Linked DNA regions of Mus musculus: all the other regions are linked to region 1. The links are chromatin contacts, called in public HiCAR-type and promoter capture Hi-C maps. All regions are on one chromosome and are shown on one strand. Each heading gives the region's core, a stretch centred on a gene start, on an enhancer-like site or on the middle of the called end of the contact. The rest is flanking DNA. Distances are from core to core; before and after follow the strand shown.

Region 1 (4,415 bases), core at 888-3,387:
AACAAGGAACGTGGAAAGACCAACATACACCATTACTGATTTCTACAGTTAATTTCCATATATATACATGTATATATGTATATATGTGTGCGTACAGGTAATTCCTATATATAGGGCTTCTACAGTTAATTCATATACATTGGATTTCAGGTGGTTCGTAAATCTACCCATCTTATTTTTATGTATAGCAAAGTAGGTTGTCATTAAGGCTAATGTAGTTCTCTCTAACTCCCAGTCTCACCCTTCACACTAAGCACCCATAGGAATACCTTGAGTTCCAGCCAATAGATGACTGTGAGCATTCACTTCTGTATTTGCCAGAACACAGGGCCCCTAATGAAGGAGCTAGAGAAAGTACCCAAGGAGCTAAAGGGGTTGACAACCCTATAGGAGGAACAACAATATGAACTAACCAGTAAACACCGCCCCCCCCCCCCAGCTGTGTCTCTGGTTGCATATGTAGCAGAGGATGACCTAGTCGGCCATCAATGGGAGGAGAGGCCCTTGGTCTTTCTTTGGGGATTATATGCCCTAGTTCAGGGCAATGCCAGGGCCAGGAAGTGGGAGTGGGTGGGTTGGGGAGGGGGGAGGGAGGAGGGTATAGGGGACTTTGGGGGATAGCATTTGAAATGTAAATGAAGAAAATATCTAATAAAAATGCCTAAAAAAAAAAAAAAAAAAGAAAGAAAGAAAGAAAAGGAAAAAAGGACTCCAGAGTTCTAGCAATTAAAAAAAATAATGTGGGTCAGAGAGATGGCCTGGGAGTCACAAGTGCTTTCCATGCAAGTCTGTAGACCTCAGTTCAGTCCCCAGAACTCACATGGAAAAAGAGACTGGCTTCCTCCAACTTCCACATGTGCTCTGTGGCACCTGTGTATGAACTCACATGTGTGTGAACTCATACACAGACAGGGGGTGTTAGGGTTTAAATAGAGACTTAGGGCTGGAGAGATAGCTTGATGGCTAAGAGCACCTGCTACTCTTGCAGAAGACCATCATTCTGTTCCCAGCACCCACACAACTACTCAAATGGACTGTAACTTGACCTGTCTGGAGATCCTGTGCCCTTCTCTTGGTACCAGGTAACCACACACATGGCCATATATAAATGTATACACTCATACATATAAAATAAATCCTTTAAAAAGAGGGAGAATGAGACAAATCTGCAGGACAGGGTGTGGAGACATAAGCCTGAAATCCCAGCACTCCAAAGGCTGAGGCAGGAAGACAGTGAGTGCTAGGTTAGCCTGGCTTACAGAGCTTAAGGCTAGCCAGGGCATCTTAGGCCCACATTTATTGGGGCATTTTTCAACTTGGCGAGGTCTTTGTCCTTGTGTCTTAGGGCCCTCTCTGGTTACCCCTTTCGTCTTCAGACTCACCTAGTCCTTATGCTATAGCAGAGCACAGAAAGGTAGATACCAGGTCATTAACCTCCAATCCTGGCCAAGAGATCCCAAACAACACATGCTAGCTTCTGGCACTTTCTCGGAATTAGTGACCCGGCCCTGCTCTGAGTCTGGGGTCCCACCTGTCTACCTCTGAGCAAAGTTGTTCAGGCTACTTTGGGGTTTGACAGTATATGTCGTTCCAAGGGAGGTTCGGACTCAGATTCAAATGAGGCAGGAGAGGCCAAAACAGCCTTCAGAGTTACAGACTACGATTTGCATCAGGTTTTTTTCTACATAGCAGAGCTTTTCCGGACAGCTTTCCAATGCTGGGTAAACTTCCTTGCAGTCTAACTGGAAACTGAACTACTGCAGCGTTGCAAAAATGCTCAGAAATCTAACTTTCCTACACCAACATACAGGACCAGGAGAGTTGACTGCACAAACTGTTTCTTCTGCTGAACAACTTACTTCTTTACTCAAAACAAAACAGAAAACAAAAAACAAACCAACCCACGGAAAATCTGCATTTTCTCCATTGGCATAAAAGCACACACAGCGCATCTTCAGTTTCCGTCCCCCCACCCCCTGCCTTTGTCACACTAGTAACCTTTGAACACTGCGCACAGTTAAGCCGCAGCTCCGCATCCTATCCAGTTCCACCACCAGCCCCGCCAGCCGCTCAGGCATAGGACGAAAAAAGTTCCACAAGTACTCCCCGCCGACTGCTGTGCGCCTGCGCCGGCACTTGGTACGACGCGTGGGGTCAAGGGTCACCGGCAAGATGGCGGCGGTGCTGACCTTCCGCCGGCTGTTGACTCTCCCCAGGGCTGCACGGGGTTTCGGGGTTCAAGTGTCGCCGAGCGGGGAAAAGATCACGCATACCGGCCAGGTAACGGCCGCGCCCGCCATGCCTGGAACCCAAGACTGACGGTAGCAGGGAGCGCAGCAAGGTGTGCTTCTGCCAGGCTAGCGCGCGGCACTACTGGGCTCACCTTGTGCAACCCGCTGCTCCGGTTTCTAGCTGGTGGCTTTCGGTTGGGACTTGGATCTCCTCATTCTTTAGGCCATATCTTTATATTAAGTTCAATGTTTTAACAAATGATTGTTGTGTTTTGGACCCGGGACAGAGGACTGAGGTGCATATTTTACATATCAAAGGAGACCCGGCATGCAGGTTCTCCCAGCATTCCTCAGTCCCTACCTGGCGTTGCAGCCCAGGATCCTCCCTATATAATCCAGGCATTTTGGTTTCTCCCACCCTGTCTCTTTCTCCTCTCCTTGAACACACTCCCTTTCTCTCCCCCGACCCCTCCTCCTGTCCCAATGGTGACTTCTCTGGCCTCAATCCTTGGGGCCAGTGAACTCACCTGAGAGCGGCTTCCCAATAAACCTACCTTTAATATAATTTAATCTGGCTTGAATTGGTTCATTTCACCAGTGGAGAAATAGCCTATCAATAGTGTATAAAGCAACCCTAGCGTTCGTTCAATATAATAGTGAACCAAAAAATGAGAAACTATGTCTGCTGAAATGAAATCGCGCCTGTTGGAGTTGGCTACTTGTGAGGGCAGGAACTTTGTCTCCAGTCTGCACTCCAGCCTGTCATCCCCTGAGACCGTTCAGTACAAGTTCATTTTGCCTCTTAGTGGGTCTGTCTCCTCATCAATGGGTATAGGCCAAGGGGAACATCGTTCTATAGTATTTTCAATCAATATTATGTGACTTTATTTAGAATAATAGATGGCCTTTTTTTTCCAGGTGTATGATGAAAAAGACTACAGGAGGGTTCGTTTTGTAGATCGTCAGAAAGAGGTAAGTGAAAGATAGAGGAATTCGTAAAACTTAAGCAGGTTGAGCAACTCAAATGCCGGAAGTGTATTGAGCACTAATGTACCACAGTGAATCCTGCGCCTGACTTGGGTGGTAGATTGTAATGAAAAGACAGGCACAACTGAGGTATTGCATAAAAATACCTTCAAGCTCTGTATGAGGTGTAAAGAGACAAGTGGATTTCATGTTTGTACTTGGGCCCATCTTTGAGGTAGCTCGTGTTCCTTAAAGGTATTTGAGCTTTGAGGTAGCTCTTTTGTATCCTCATTGTTGGTCCTAGGCTCCTCCTGGAAGTGGTACTTAGTGTGTGCCAGCTTAACATGGAAGAAGCTAAAGAAATCCTCACATATCACAACCACCCTAGAAAACGCAGAGTCCTAAGTACAAATTGTGTTAACTTTTTTTCTCTTCCTCTCAGACTGCAGAGCATCTTGGAACAGTAGTTGAGATTTTCATAAGCATGATCTTGTTTTCAGTCTGGTACTTGCCGTAGCATTTTTTTTTTTTTTTTTTTTTTTTTATTGCTGAGATAAAACACCATGACCCAAAGCGGTTGGGGACAAAAGGGTTTCATTTTATAACTCTCAGGTCGTATTCCTGAGGGAAGTCAGGGCAGGAACTTGAGGCAGGGACTGATGCAGAGACCATGGAGGAGTGCTGCTTACTGGCTTACTCTCCATGTTATGGCTCTTACTCTTATGGCACCTAGGACCACCATCCAGTCCAGGGGTGGCATTGCCCACAGTGAGCTAGGCCCTCCCACATCAATTAGCCAAGAAAATGCCACAGATTTGCCTCAGGCTAATCATGTGGAGGCAAGACCCTGGAATATGTCAAGTGGAAACTAGCCAGCACACTATCTCTTAGATTAAAGGAAGACATACTATTAAAATGTACTCTTCTGATAACTTTTTTGAGGTAAGATTTTTGTAGTTTTCATCAAATTAGTTGTGCCATGTGATCCCAGGGGTAACCAGTAGATTGAGTCTCCTACACAGAGAAAGGTCATTTAGTTCAGACACATGTAACTATCCTGCTAGGGAAAGAATAGAAGGCTGTGGTCTCCTCTGCCTATGTAGCCCAAGTTTCTCTGTGATATTTGCATCTATAGCTCCTGGTTTCTTCCTTGTAATATGGTAGTTCACGGTCTGGCTTCTGTGTTTCCAAAATTGTTCACCTTCCGTGTCTGCCTTC
Region 2 (4,415 bases), core at 1,048-3,547, 2.8 Mb before region 1:
ACTGTCATCAGAGGGGCAACTGATGGAAACAGATACAGAGACTCAAAGCCAAATATTAGGCAGAGCTTGTGTGATACTGTGGAAGAGGGGGAGAAAGAATTGTAGGAGCCAGAGGGGTCAAGGACACCACAAGAAAACCTACAGAATCAATTAACCTGGGCCTATAAGGGGCCCACTGAACCTCCAACCAGAGAGCAGGCATGGGACAGACCCAGGTCTTTGGCACATATGAAGCAGTTGTACAGCTTGGTCTTCATGTGGGACTCCTAACCGTAAAGGCTGTCTCTGACTCTGTGGCCTGTCTGTGGATCCCTTTCCCCTAACTGAGCTGCTTCATCTAGCCTCAATGGAAGAAGATGGACCTAGTCCTGTGGCAATTTTATATACCAGGGCCTGTTGATAGCCATAGGAGGCTTCCTCTTTTCTGATGATAAAGGGAGGGATGGGAAGAGGGGAGAGGAGGAAAGAGGAGGAGACTGAGAGGAGGAAAAGGAAGCTGCAGTGGCTATGTACAGGAAAATAATTAGTTAATTAAATTTAAAAGGTTAAGATTCCAGGAGAAAACAAAAAGAAGTGAAGCAACCTGCAGTAAAGCAATAACTAGCTGAAGACTAGTTAGCAGGACTGAGAAGACTACTATTGGAGAAGAAACAGGAAGGCAGGCTTTTATCAGTGTAATATCAAAGCACAATGAATTAATGAGTAGCTAAAAGCAGAAGACTGTCTTCAGCTCTAAATCAGAACTTTTAATACTTAAACCTCCACGAGTATAGAACGAGCTGCTCAGTGGAAGTTTTCCCACCAGGGAAGGTGAAGTATGGGCTGGACAAGCTAGCAGGGAGGACCTTTATATGCCCCACTTCGTGTCTGATGAAAAGTACTAGAAACCTCTTAGGTTCTAGCAGCCCTTTGAAACTGCGTCCCTAAAATACCTATTCCACCAACCTGCTACAGCGCCTGCTCTCACTGACACCGCAATTACAGAAAGAAGAAAAGGATGTGCTCTGTCCTCAGAACAAGGGCCTGCAGAAACAGAGCCTTCAAGGATCATCTGTGTTCAACGAATCATTACTATGCAAAAAAAAAAAAAAAAAAAGAATACCAAATGTAATTTTTATAAAACTAAGCACCAGTTGATATTGTTTCTGTAAAGTATGTCCTACATTCCAAATTTACTCAACACAATTCTGGGGAGTGTGCCCTGTTTAGGAGGTAATCTACTTAGATAAGCTATTGAAAAGTTATTTAACCTCTCTGTTTTCGCATCTGTAAAGTAGTCTAAGTGAAGATTAAGGAGTACATTCCACGTAAAGCATGCTACACAGTAAATATACAGTAAAGCTTAACAGACACTAAACACATACCGCTCTGTATTAGATGTGTAAGGTGTTTTATTACAATTAATCTGTACACAAGGCTGCCAGATATGAGAGTTGAGATTTTAAATAAATAGCATTACTCCTCCTTTTCCTGCCAGAAAATCAACACAAGTGGTGTAATGTACAATTATATATACCTGAAACTTATCAGTGAATAATTTGACTTGAAAATAGAAACGTGCTTCTTCCAGAATTCTCCAAAGGAATCTAGCAATCAAAAAAAGGAACAGCTGATTATTCTATACCCAACAATGTTACTCCGAGCATACATCAATTAACCGCACACTTCACACAGTCCACATCTGTACCTTTTAGAACCGGTCCCTATTGCTACTCCAAAGACAAAGAACAGCCAAGCTGTTCCGTATCTGGAACCTGAAACTTATTAGGCCCGCTCTTCAACCCACATGAGCATAATCCTTACAGGTCGGCAAACGGAGGAAATACGATGAGGGGGGCTTCCTGACTAGGGTTCCGGAACGCAGCAGAAATCCACACCACTACCCAGACCACACACGAGGTGACCTAGCCTAAAGTCCCATATAGGCACAACCCAATCCAATTCAAGTGACAGAATCACTGCCACCTCATCACCGCCAAGTTCACTTTGTCAGCGAACATTCAGCCCCGCACAAAAGGAAGACAGCCCGTAACATCACGCTCATGCTCAGTATTTTCTCCCCCTAAATACCACTTCTACTGCCTTTAGATTTCAACTTCTGCCAAAACCGAAGCGATCAGAACCCACCTGGGCATGTGGGACTGCCACAAAGTACAAGTCTGAACAACGCATGCGCGCTTCCCCAGACATCGCTTGAGTGAGAGGAACTGGCAGAGCTATCATTAGCTCGAAATTTGATTAAAACGGTCTTCACATGGGCTGAGCGCGATTGGTTTTTGCGCATGCGCCTGCCCTTGGCCTGATGGGAGGTGTAGTTTCTAGGTGCCGCTCATATTTACTTCTGTATTTGTAAGCCAAACTTCTAGTCTTGTCCCTAGAGTCCGGCCCCTGCTCATGACTGGAGAGCAGGCTACAGGAGACCCGCTCAGCAGCCGCTTCTGAACGGCCATGCCCGCGATGCTGTTGCTGTTGGTGTCGGTGGTCGCAGCGTTAGCACTCGCAGCACCGGCCCCCAGAACACAGAAGAAAAGGATGCAAGTGAACCAGGCGCCCAACGTGGTGCTGGTCGCCAGTGACTCCTTCGTAAGTACCCAAAGGACGGGGAGCAGACACCGCCCAGAGCCTGTGGAGAAACATCACAGGGAACAGGACCCTGGGGTTGAGAGGTCCCGCATGCGCACACCTGCAAGCACGCATGTGCATACTAATAAAGTAGTAGAAAGAAGCCAGTCTCTAACTCCTGGGCTTTGCTCCTTGAACTTTATTCACTAGACCAGCAATTCTCAACCTGTGGCTCTCGATCCCTTGGGAGAGGTCGAGTCACCTTTTGCAGAAGTCACCTAAGACCATCGGAAATATCAGATATTTACATTACAACTCATACCTAACAAAATTACAGTTATGAAGTGACAACAAAAATAATCGTATGGTTGGGAGAGTCACCATAATATGAGGAACTGTATTAAACTGTTGCAGCATAGAAAGGCTGAGAACCACTAATCTAGACATTCTATACTTGTGTTAGCACTGATTTAAAGAAGTTATTTGTGTATGCATCACCTTAAATTTGATTTAAATTCATATGGAAAGTGAAAGGACCTCGAATTGGGAAGGGGAAAAAAACATGAAAAAGAAGACTGATTTAAAAAAAAAAAAAAAAAGCTTTTAATTTCAAAACTAATGGTAAAGCTACAATAGCCACAATAGTACTTTACATGCAGAACAATAAATATTCAGACCAGTAGAGTAGAATTAAGAGTCCAGAAATAGTCTTATAAACAAGTAGTGCTGGAAAAGTAAATATATACATGGAAAGGAACAAAATTGGGTCCTGCCTTCCACCATGTGTAAAAACAAAAGTTAGTCAATGATTTAAATGTAAAAGCTAAGGCTATAAAACTCCTTCAAGACAATGGAAGTGTAAATTGTCATAATCTTGGTTTAGGCAATTTAAAATGAGCCAAGGATTTGAAAAGACATTCCTACACAGAATATACACAGATAGCCAATAAGCCCATCATAAGAAGCTTAGATTCATTAATCATTAGGGAAATGTAGCTCAAACCAATTGATCCCCATAAGGATAGCCAGAATCAAAAGGCATAAAAATAGGAGGAAGTCATGTGAGATGATATGGGAAGAGCCAAGGGTGGGGAGGAGGGAATGTGGAGGTAAATATGATCAGAGTATGAAACTGTTGTGCTTGGCCTGTTGTTTTTTACAGTTAATATGTCAGTTCTTTAGTACACACACACACACACACACACACACACACCATAAACAATAACCAGAGTTAATGAGAATATGGAGGAATTAGAAACCTCATACACGGCTGTTGAGATGCTTTGTAAAGTGGTGTGGCCACCTTGGAAAACCATTTGACAGTTTTTACAGTGACTAACTATAGAGTTACTATGCAATGCAGCAATTCTATTCCTAGATATGTATGCTTGTGTTTGTGTCCAAGAGAAATGAAAACATAGTCTGCACCAAAGCTTCTACATGACAGGATTATTCTAGAAGATGAGAAGTTAAAACAACCTAGATAGCCATGTACTGGTAAGTGTATAGATGGAATTTGGTAGTATTATTCAGCAACCAGAAAAGAAATCCAAAACTCATGCTTGTTACAGTGTGACTGGACCTAGAAAACTATGTCCTCAAAATAAATGATGACAGACTATATTTTATATGAATCCATTTATACGAAATGTCCAAAGAAAGCAGCTATGTAGAGACAGACAGCATGTTCGTAATTGCCTCAGTTTTAAATGAGCCCAGGGTGAAGGCTAAGGGTGCTCCTGGGAATAATATAAATGTTCTAAATGACTTTCTGGATACACTAAAAACCTTTGAGTTGCACGTTTTAAATGTGTAAGTTGTATATAAATTATATCTGGATAAAAAGCACTTCT
Region 3 (4,415 bases), core at 1,433-3,932, 2.6 Mb before region 1:
CCTTCCTGTCCAACCTCTTCTTCCTCCAAATCCAGCAACATTTCCTCATCTTTTAGGACCCATGATATTGGTTGCTTCCTCTGGTGAACTTCTCCCTAATGCTGTGCAGCACAGAACTAGACACTCACTGAAGCTTTAATCCTTATACTCTATATGTCTCTCTAATAGCTATGGAACACATAGCGTATGCTATGTGGAGAATATGTACCTATTGAGAATCTAGTGGACACTGACAGACTTAACTTCTCAAGAGTATAGTGTATCTTACAATATTCCATGTCTATCTGGCCAGGTTAAAACACTGAAAACTGGAGAAGTAGAAGTCTGCTTTCTCCCTTTCTGCTATGTGTCAGTTCCATCTGGTGTCTTTTTTGCATGTTCTTATGCTCTCTGTATTGTGCTTTACGTGGTAACAGAAAACTTATTATCTTAACCATGCTTTAGTGATTGGCATAAGTCACATTAGCTATGTGCATTTTGCTGTACAATTGATTTCTATGCTTTTTCATCTTCCAAAACTGAAACTGGGTACCCAAAAATAGCATGCCTTCCCTACTTCAGCACCTGATACTCTGTCCTACTTCCTAGCTGTAAGAGCTTGGCTACTTGAGGTAATTCAGAAGTAGAATGATGTAATTCTCTTCCATATTGGCTTACTTCACATAGCACCACATCGTTAAGGATCATCCATGGTATAAGATGTGATGAGTTTACCTTCATTTACAAAAGCTAGTTCATAACTCATTAACCATCTATAGTCTCAACTGCTCTGGAAATTTGATCTAGGAAGACTGCTTAGTAAGCCCAAGGGTTCTAGATCAGCCTAGGCAGTACAGGAGAAAACAACTCAAAAAAAAGGTTCATATTTACGTAAGCTATATTCTTTTTTTTAATTTTTTATTAGGTATTTTCCTCGTTTACATTTCCAATGCTATCCCAAAAGTCCCCCATACCCTACCCCTTCCCACTCCCCTACCCACCCATTCCCACTTTTTGGCCTGGTGTTCCCCTGTACTGGGGCATATAAAGTTTGCAAGTCCAATGGGACTCTCTTTGCAGTGATGGCCGACTAGGCCATCTTTTGATACATATGCAGCTAGAGACAAGAGCTCCAGGATACTGGTTAGTTCATAAAGTTGTTCCACCTATAGGGTTGCAGATCCCTTTAGCTCCTTGGGTACTTTCTCTAGCTCTTCCTTTGGGGGCCCTGCGATCCATCCAATAGCTGACTGTGAGCATCCACTTCTGTGTTTGCTAGGCCCCGGCGTAGTCTCACAGTAAGCTATATTCTTTATCTATTTATGCACTTCAGTGTCATGGTGTTTGACTGGTGGGCCATTAGACTGATGAGACCGTATACTTTCTTTTGATCCAAGAGGAACTGTGACTCTGCACATTTGCATCTTTCAGGATGGTTATTTCCAGAAACTACAAAACATTGTACTTGGACACAAAGGAAAAAATTTATTTATTTATTTATTTATTTATTTATTTATTTATTTAGGACTGGGTCTCACTATGTAACTGGCTCTTCTGGAGCTCACGATATAGCCTGGGCTGGTTTTGTTTTTGTTTGGTTTTGTCTTTACTAGTGACTCTAATTACAGCTATTTGGGAGGCTGAGGAGGGAAGACCTATCTCAAAGAACAGAGAGGACTAAGTAAACTACATAGAGAACGCCCCCTGCCCTGCCCTGTCTATGGACAGGAAGCTAATTCTGTCTCAGCTGAGCAATACTGATTCCTAATAAACAGTTGTGGCCATCTCCCAGCTTCTTGTTTTCCTCAGTCTTCCCAGGACCTTTTAAACATCTAGTTCTCAAAACAGGTCCACTTAACAGAGAAAACAAGCCCAATTTCAAAGCAGAGCAAATAATCAAAAAGATAAACAAGAACTCTTAACTGTGTGTGAGATGCTTGTGAGAATTTTAATATTTATGAGGGAGCCCCAGAGTAGCCTTTGGCCTGTCCTAGTATTAGCAGTCCTCATGGTGTTTTATACTGGAGGTAGTCTGAGGCCCTTTTGGGGCCTCCACAAGCTTTACTTCTGTGTGTCATCACGAAAGAATCTAAAATATCCTTACATTAACATGATCCTTCTTTTTCAGTGAGCTATTATTAAATAATGTAACTGGAATGTGTACTGAAAAAAATCCAAGTAAACTGCTACAACTTTCTTTTTTTTTTTTTTCTTTTTTTTTTAAACCACACACATTAAAAATCCCAACACTTCAAATTCCACAATCTTGGTTAAAATATGCCAAATATAGCTTGCAATAGTAAATGACCTTTCCAAAGTGGCACCCGCAAATTAATTGGTGCGTGAACAAAGAACCTTTTCTGCAGCTGCATGAATGTTGCCTTTTTTTTTTTTCCTTCTTCACAAGTACGATTTTACAAAACAGCCAAAGCGCATGTTGTAAATTGACAAAACGATAACACACTTTCTGCGAAGGCTGGGGTGGGTACGGGACCGCGGGGTGGGCAGGGGGCTGCCTCCTGGCTGGGCTCTCTTCTGGTCCCCGGCGGGGGCCAGGCCGCCCCTCCCCCGCTCCCGGCTCAGGTTTCAGCCTTCCGAGTTGAGGAAACTTGCTGCAGGCGGATTGGCGGCGAGCTGCTCCCGGGCTCCGGCGTCGTCCCCGCGCCCACCGCTCCTTTGTGTCCCGCGGCCTCGGCCAGCAGCCAGCTCCCCCGCGCGCCGGACTCTCGGGGCGACACGTGCGGGCCTCCGGCCCCGCCGAGCGGAGGCGGAGCCCGGGCGGAGGCGCGGCGGCCAGGAGCGGCGACCAGGGACCGCAGCGCTGCCAGCGCCCGGCCGGCCGCTCACTCCCGGCCCGCTCCTCTGCGTCGGTAGCGCCGCGTCGTAGGAGCGGGAGGGCCGCGGCCGGGGATGAGCTGACTGCAGTGAGAGCGTCGCCCGGGCCCCCGCCAGGCCGCCCGCTGCCATCTCCGCGCCGCCCTGCCAGCCGCGATCATGTACGTACGCGTCGCCGTTCTGCCACGGTCTGGGTCCGGGACGTGCCACGCGCCCTGGCTGTACCCACCCGCTCACCGCGCCCCTCTCGGCCCCGCAGGTCCATCCACATCGTGGCGTTGGGGAACGAGGGCGACACGTTCCACCAGGACAACCGGCCGTCGGGGCTCATCCGCACATACCTGGGAAGAAGCCCGCTGGTGTCGGGGGACGAGAGTAGCTTGTTGCTGAACGCGGCCAGCACGGTCGCGCGCCCGGTGTTCACTGAGTACCAGGCCAGTGCGTTCGGGAACGTCAAGCTGGTGGTGCACGACTGTCCCGTCTGGGTAAGGGGCAGTGGCTGCGCGGTGCCCAGGAGGAAGGAGCTTGCCTTTTTGGATCCCTCCTCCCCTTGTTTCTTAATTTCCTGATTGCCTGGAGAGTTTTTTTAGTTTGTTTTTGTGTTTTTACATTTTTTGGCAAATCCCATCCTTTGTTACAATTTGGAGGTGGTGGGGGCAGCCCAGTCACGTCTGTAAGGTAAAATGGCCCCAGGGCAATATAGAGCCGTTACTGTGTTTCAAGACTTGTTCTTTAGTGGATGGACAGCTGACAGTTGAATGTGCCAACCCCAAACAGGGTCGCGAAGTTCCACTGGCCAAGAGTCATGTTTTCATGTCCACCTCGTGGAGGATAGGGAGATGTGTTCTATAAATACTGCCCTTTACAGCTCAACGTAGGCAAAAATACTCTAGACAGGGACAGGTCAAAAATAGTATGGGAACAAGGGAAAAAAGAATGGGATTTGAGAACTAATTTTAAATGGCTTATTTGTTGATTATTAACCTCTGAAAAGACTAGTTTTTAATAGTGCTAATGCTCATATATTAGCCTTTTGTTTTAGTGGTTAATAAATTGGAAATACCACTAAGAACTTAAATAAATCTTCATGTTTATGATAGTTGAATAAAATAAGTCTTAGCTTGTCTCTTGAGTAGCTTGACTCTGAAGTGTTTGATAAAAGGACAAAGAAGACAGCTCCCTGACTTACAAATATCTTCATAACACAGTAGCACTATGTATTTCAAGTGTCTTCATTTAATTTTAAATCTGTGATTTCTTGCTGATATTGTAGTTATATATTTTTCAGCTAAAGATTACTATATATACATAATATATAAATGTTTAAACTTTTGGGTCTTAAAAAAGGTACAAATTATGTGAGATTTTTACATTAAAAAGACAGTTTTTTTTTTAAGAAAACTACCAGAGCTAAGGAGAACTAGCATACTTTTGAATAGAAATGTGTAAAAAGTAAAGAGAAAATTTTCTTGAGCATATTTTCCTATTATGGAAAGAAAGCACTCTTTAACTGGAAACTCATATCAGTGTGCTGAAATAAATGAAAGGATGCTACCTAACCTTCAAGTATGACAGTGATGACAGTATCAAAAGATGCCACT
Region 4 (4,415 bases), core at 760-3,259, 2.4 Mb after region 1:
TTACTTGTGAGGGGAAAACTGGATAACCACAGGTTCTGGATCCAAGTTTCAAAAACTATTGAGAAAAGTGATTTGTCAGAAAAGGAACACATACAAATTCCCATGCTTCTGTAGAAACAGACTCGGTGGGAAAGCTGTATAAGGACCAGCTTGTGTTCACAGTGAACTTCAGCTTCAAAGGGCATCCAGACAGGTCCACCACTGAGCAGTCTTAAAGCCCAAGATAGCTGAACAGCAGGATGCCCTCAGCTTCTCTGCTGTGTGGTGGCTCTAGGGAGAAGTGTGACCCCTTCCCCTAACTTGGAATCCTGCCAGGCGGGTCCCAGAAATAGCACTTGTGCTGAAGGAAATGGCTTCAACTTCCTCCTCCAAGCTTGAATTTGTATTTCTGTGACAGTCAAAAAGCACATATTTATGCCTCATAGATAATAAATGTGTACATGCACATAAACTGGAAAAGAAGTGCTTCATTGTATGCAAGTAATTTGATGAAAGAATGCGTTTTAAATATTCTTACCATACAAACACACAAAGAGCTCCGTGTTAATTTTCTTGGCTGCAGTAATCAGCATTGTGTATGCTACTGTGTAGTTTGTATCCCTAACCTCACGGTTTTCATCCTAAGTTGCAAAGCAACTGGTAAGAATAGTAAGATCTTAAACTTTAGATTGTTCAAACAGCTGGCAAAGGATTAGACAGGAATTTGAACTATGGTTGCTATCTATTTTGGAACCTGCTAAAAATACAATGACTTTCCGATGGCAACCTTCTGCAGCTCTGTGTCAGCACTGAGTATCTGCTCCTTCTCTGCAGCTGGCTGTCCGCCAATGAGAAGCTCCGGCAGCTGGAGCCTTCCCAGGGCATCTGCTCTCTTCTCATGCTCTCATTGTCTCTGCTCAGTTCATCAGCCTGTGTGTGAGTTTCCCTCATGGCAGGGCTTACAGCAGCGAGGGACAGGTGTTGACCATCATAGAAATCTTCTTCCTCTGGCACAACACATGCAGGTGCGTGGCTCTCCCAGACACCGCTAGAACGCCAACAGGGAGATGGGCCACAATGCTGCTCATGGTGCAATCGGAAGTCGGAGAGGAAGTCTGCGAAGGAAACACATAGATCACCTCACCAAACATTCAGTATCCAGCCATCGAAGCAGTCCAGGATGAGTTTCAAGGACCTATGGTGTGTGTGTGTGTATGTCCACACAGAGGCGAACATATATTTAGATACTTGTAAGTATATGTGTATTGGAAGACACAACTCTTTCTACCTACTGTTCTGTCTCTTGATTTATTTATTGCCATTGGATTGATTTTCCTTGATGATGGTTGCAAGGTAGAATTATCCAAAAGCTTCTCTAAGAAATTGGGGTATTTAAAAGCATACAAACAGACATATAACATAAGGACAAGTAGCAGGGAGAAGTGCTCACCTCGGTACTGAGGCTGCCTGAGGGGCCTTGCAGTGTGCTTCGGAGCCAGCATTCCTCAGGGGATGGCAGGTGAAGCCATGAACGCTTGCTTCTCTCCACCATTTCACTCCATTCTCACAGAAGCCTTTCCTTCAGATCAGCAGAGAAAGTGATACAACTGGGGAGGCTCTGGCCTCTTGCAGAAGAACCACAGCTAACTGCCTTCCTTTCAGCAAAAGAGAGGATGCACTGAAAGGCTGTCTGTCCTCTGTGCCCTGACATTACTAGCTATCAACCCATGTCTGTCAGAAGCCCTGATCCCTACCAGAGCATTGGTATAGTTACTAAAATTGGGGGCAGGAGTCTTGGCAATAAGATTTGAACCAGAAAGAATCCATTGGGAGGATAAAGCCAAGCCTGGAAGAAGAGCTCTACCGCTCACCCTTAATCAAGCAACCAGGCAATGTGGACAAAGGGTAAGCTGCAATTATTAAGCTAATACCTGGTGGTTTCCAGGCCTGCACATCAAACAGGAGACAGCCACCATTTGCCTCTCAGTTAATACTGACTTGAGTTCTGCCCTTGGGTCACAGTATGGAACACTGATGCAAAGCTTCCCAAAACGATTACCTACACGTTCTGTTCTTTGTTTTAATCCATGGTATTCACTGTCTTATCAAAGGCTGTCCTTGAGAATATAGTACTTGTTGGTGCTGTTATCCAAACTTCAGCAACTTAGACATCAGAAAACATTTGAGGGAGGGGCATAGAGATGCGACTAGGTTGCCTGGCATGCAGAAAGCCATAGGTTTGACCCCTAGAACCTAATAAACCAGGCACCATGATGCACAGCAGCAACCCAAGCATTAGAGAGGTAGGTGCAGAAGAATAAGAAGTTCGAAGTCATCTTTGGCCATAGAGTGAGTTCAAGGCCAGCTAGAAAAAGAGGGGGAAGGAACAAAAGAAGAGGAGTGTAGGGAGGAAGAAGGTGAGAAAGGAAGGGCAGATCTATGGGGTTGTAGACAGTATGTAGATGTAGGTAGAGGGATATAGATGGTGTTCTTGGTGGCCCTGCTGGGCTGGCATTCTTCACAGAGCTGTTGTGTCACCTTATGCTATTTGCAGACTTAATCAGTGGGAGAGATCTTCACTTAGTTGTACAGCCAGAGCCTTTCAAAAGAGACCCTTGGTATTGACTAAGAGTCCGTGACTGTGCATCTGCAGTCTACCTTGAGCTTTCCTGTGCGTGGGACAAGAATTTAACATTACAGAGAACCGTGTACCACCCAGGATTCTTTGTATAGTACTCAGCTAGCTTCAGATACTGCCAGCTCAAACTCCCCATGTCACTTAAAAAAAGAAATCTATCATGAATTAGCTACCAAACAAATAAACAAACTGTTGGAATTTCAATTGTTTTCTCCATACAGGGTACAGCACACCCATGCTATCCGAGAATGGCTTTTGCATGAAAGCCCTAGCAATGGTGAACAGTGTGTTTTGAGTTTCAGTTACTCGGAAAAACTGAAGACTGCAGATCTAGGCTTACACCTGTAGTATAAATGTGTCCTGCTCTGCTTCTCTGAATAGGTTTCTGTTTTGTTTCAGTCCTGAGAACAGAGGTGAAATCTTTGCAAATGGACTCTCAATGAACCTGCTTCCTCTGTCAGCAGCCTGTGTCTGATCCTGCTCCATGAAAAGGCCTGTGCAGAGACTCCATACCTCTGGCCAGGTCCTTCTAGGCCTGTCGGGAGGAGACTGTGGAGGACCATTCTTCCAAACCCAGATCCTTAATTGCTCCTATGGTTTCTCCAAAGTTACTTGAAGATAAAACTTCCTTACTCAAGTTCCATGGCATTAACGGACTTATCTACACTATTAAACATTAACCCAAAGTCAAAACAATCACCCTCTACCGAACACGTTGCCAAAGTCTTTTCTACATTTAACTCTAGGTGTCTGTCTCAAGTGAATGATGGTTTTAGATTCATCCAGCTAACGGGAAACCATTCAATCCAAGAATGCCAAGAAACTTTCTCCTTTATGTCAAGTTCAATATGTAACTTGCACATACTTGATGGTTGAAATATTACCAAAGCAGATCGAATTGTCTTAGAAACTCAAAGAACAAAAAGAAAAAAAAAATGTATACATAGCTGAGCTGTAGGTTTAGAAAATGGTTCGTTACAATATGCAACATTTTAAGGGCATCCATCTGCTTCCTCCATACTCCCAAACTCTAGGAGTCAAAGGAATCACACAGACAAAGTAAGTGATACAAAAGTGATACAATAAAATGTGTCCGACAAAGAGACTTCTCTACAAAAGTGATACAATAAAATGTGTGTCAGACAATGAGACTTCTCTGGCCTAAGCTGAAAGGTGACTAAGAAGTCATGGGCAAGGAACATCCCAAGTTGCCAGACTGGGAAGTTTACTCCCCTAAGCTAGGCTGCCAGCTGTCTGCTCACCATGACGGATAAATAGCAGACGGGAAGGTATGGTGGGGACTTTCTCACCCATCAGAAGGCAATGTGGACACATGAATATCAGCATCTGCTACCAGTGACTGCTCCTTCTCACACTTACTCTCATGTCTACAGGAGTGGATTATGGCTGTAGGAATCTGGTCTTTGCTGTATTGACATCAGAGAGCTATAGATATGCCCATGAGACCTTCTCAAGACAAGCCTTTCTTTCTGGAATGAGGGGAAGAAGGGGACACACGGCTCATGAAGTGTACTAAAACCATTCTCTTTCTAGAGGTACATTTCTGGGGAGAGGAAACTTTGTTTCAGCTTCATTGCAACTTAAGGGTGAAAGGGTTTACAGAAGCTTAGAGTTCTAGCTTATGGTCCTTTGTGGCAGAAAACTCAAGGTGGTAGGAACTTAAAACAGTTACTTATATCATATCTACAGTCAAGGCCAGAGAGCGATGGATGAATTAGCTCAGTGTGCTGGTTCTCATCTTAGTGGCTCCACTCCTATACAACCCAGGATCCCCTGT

The links. Promoter capture Hi-C pulls out the DNA fragments that hold promoters and counts their contacts. HiCAR-type assays count read pairs that join an accessible place to other places.
Region 2: a promoter capture Hi-C map of pre-B cells shows a contact between it and region 1, with 4 times the contacts expected there. The contact joins the promoter of Arsk here to the promoter of Ndufs6 in region 1. A contact is called at or near these places in 3 of 39 promoter capture datasets (liver and pre-B cells), 3 of 484 Hi-C or Micro-C datasets (CD4 T cells and CD8 T cells) and 1 of 9 other capture datasets (liver).
Region 3: a contact with region 1 is called in a promoter capture Hi-C map of cranial neural crest. The contact joins the promoter of Rhobtb3 here to the promoter of Ndufs6 in region 1. A contact is called at or near these places in 2 of 39 promoter capture datasets (cranial neural crest and liver).
Region 4: a contact with region 1 is called in a HiCAR-type map of astrocytes, with 6 times the contacts expected there. The contact joins the promoter of 8030423J24Rik here to the promoter of Ndufs6 in region 1. A contact is called at or near these places in 4 of 39 promoter capture datasets (the 3T3-L1 cell line, hippocampal neurons and liver) and 2 of 115 datasets of contacts at active chromatin or transcription factors (astrocytes and stem cell-derived neural progenitor cells).

The regions. Positions count from the first base shown.
Region 1 is chr13:73,326,204-73,330,618 of GRCm38.p6, reverse strand. It overlaps Ndufs6 (NADH:ubiquinone oxidoreductase core subunit S6), which reads left to right and starts at 2,137. Exons shown (of 4, transcript NM_010888.2): 1 at 2,137-2,280; 2 at 3,150-3,203. The coding sequence starts at 2,173. It also overlaps a transcript of Mrpl36 not described here.
Region 2 is chr13:76,096,542-76,100,956 of GRCm38.p6, reverse strand. It overlaps Arsk (arylsulfatase K), which reads left to right and starts at 2,297. Exons shown (of 8, transcript NM_029847.4): 1 at 2,297-2,583. The coding sequence starts at 2,449. Ttc37 (tetratricopeptide repeat domain 37) reads right to left here and starts at 2,223. Exons shown (of 44, transcript NM_001081352.2): 1 at 2,128-2,223; 2 at 1,517-1,586.
Region 3 is chr13:75,942,091-75,946,505 of GRCm38.p6, reverse strand. Rhobtb3 (Rho-related BTB domain containing 3) reads left to right here and starts at 2,682. Exons shown (of 12, transcript NM_028493.2): 1 at 2,682-2,975; 2 at 3,074-3,299. The coding sequence starts at 2,974.
Region 4 is chr13:70,880,542-70,884,956 of GRCm38.p6, reverse strand. It overlaps 8030423J24Rik (RIKEN cDNA 8030423J24 gene), which reads right to left and starts at 2,009. Exons shown (of 3, transcript NR_157373.1): 1 at 1,911-2,009; 2 at 1,430-1,558; 3 at 454-1,094.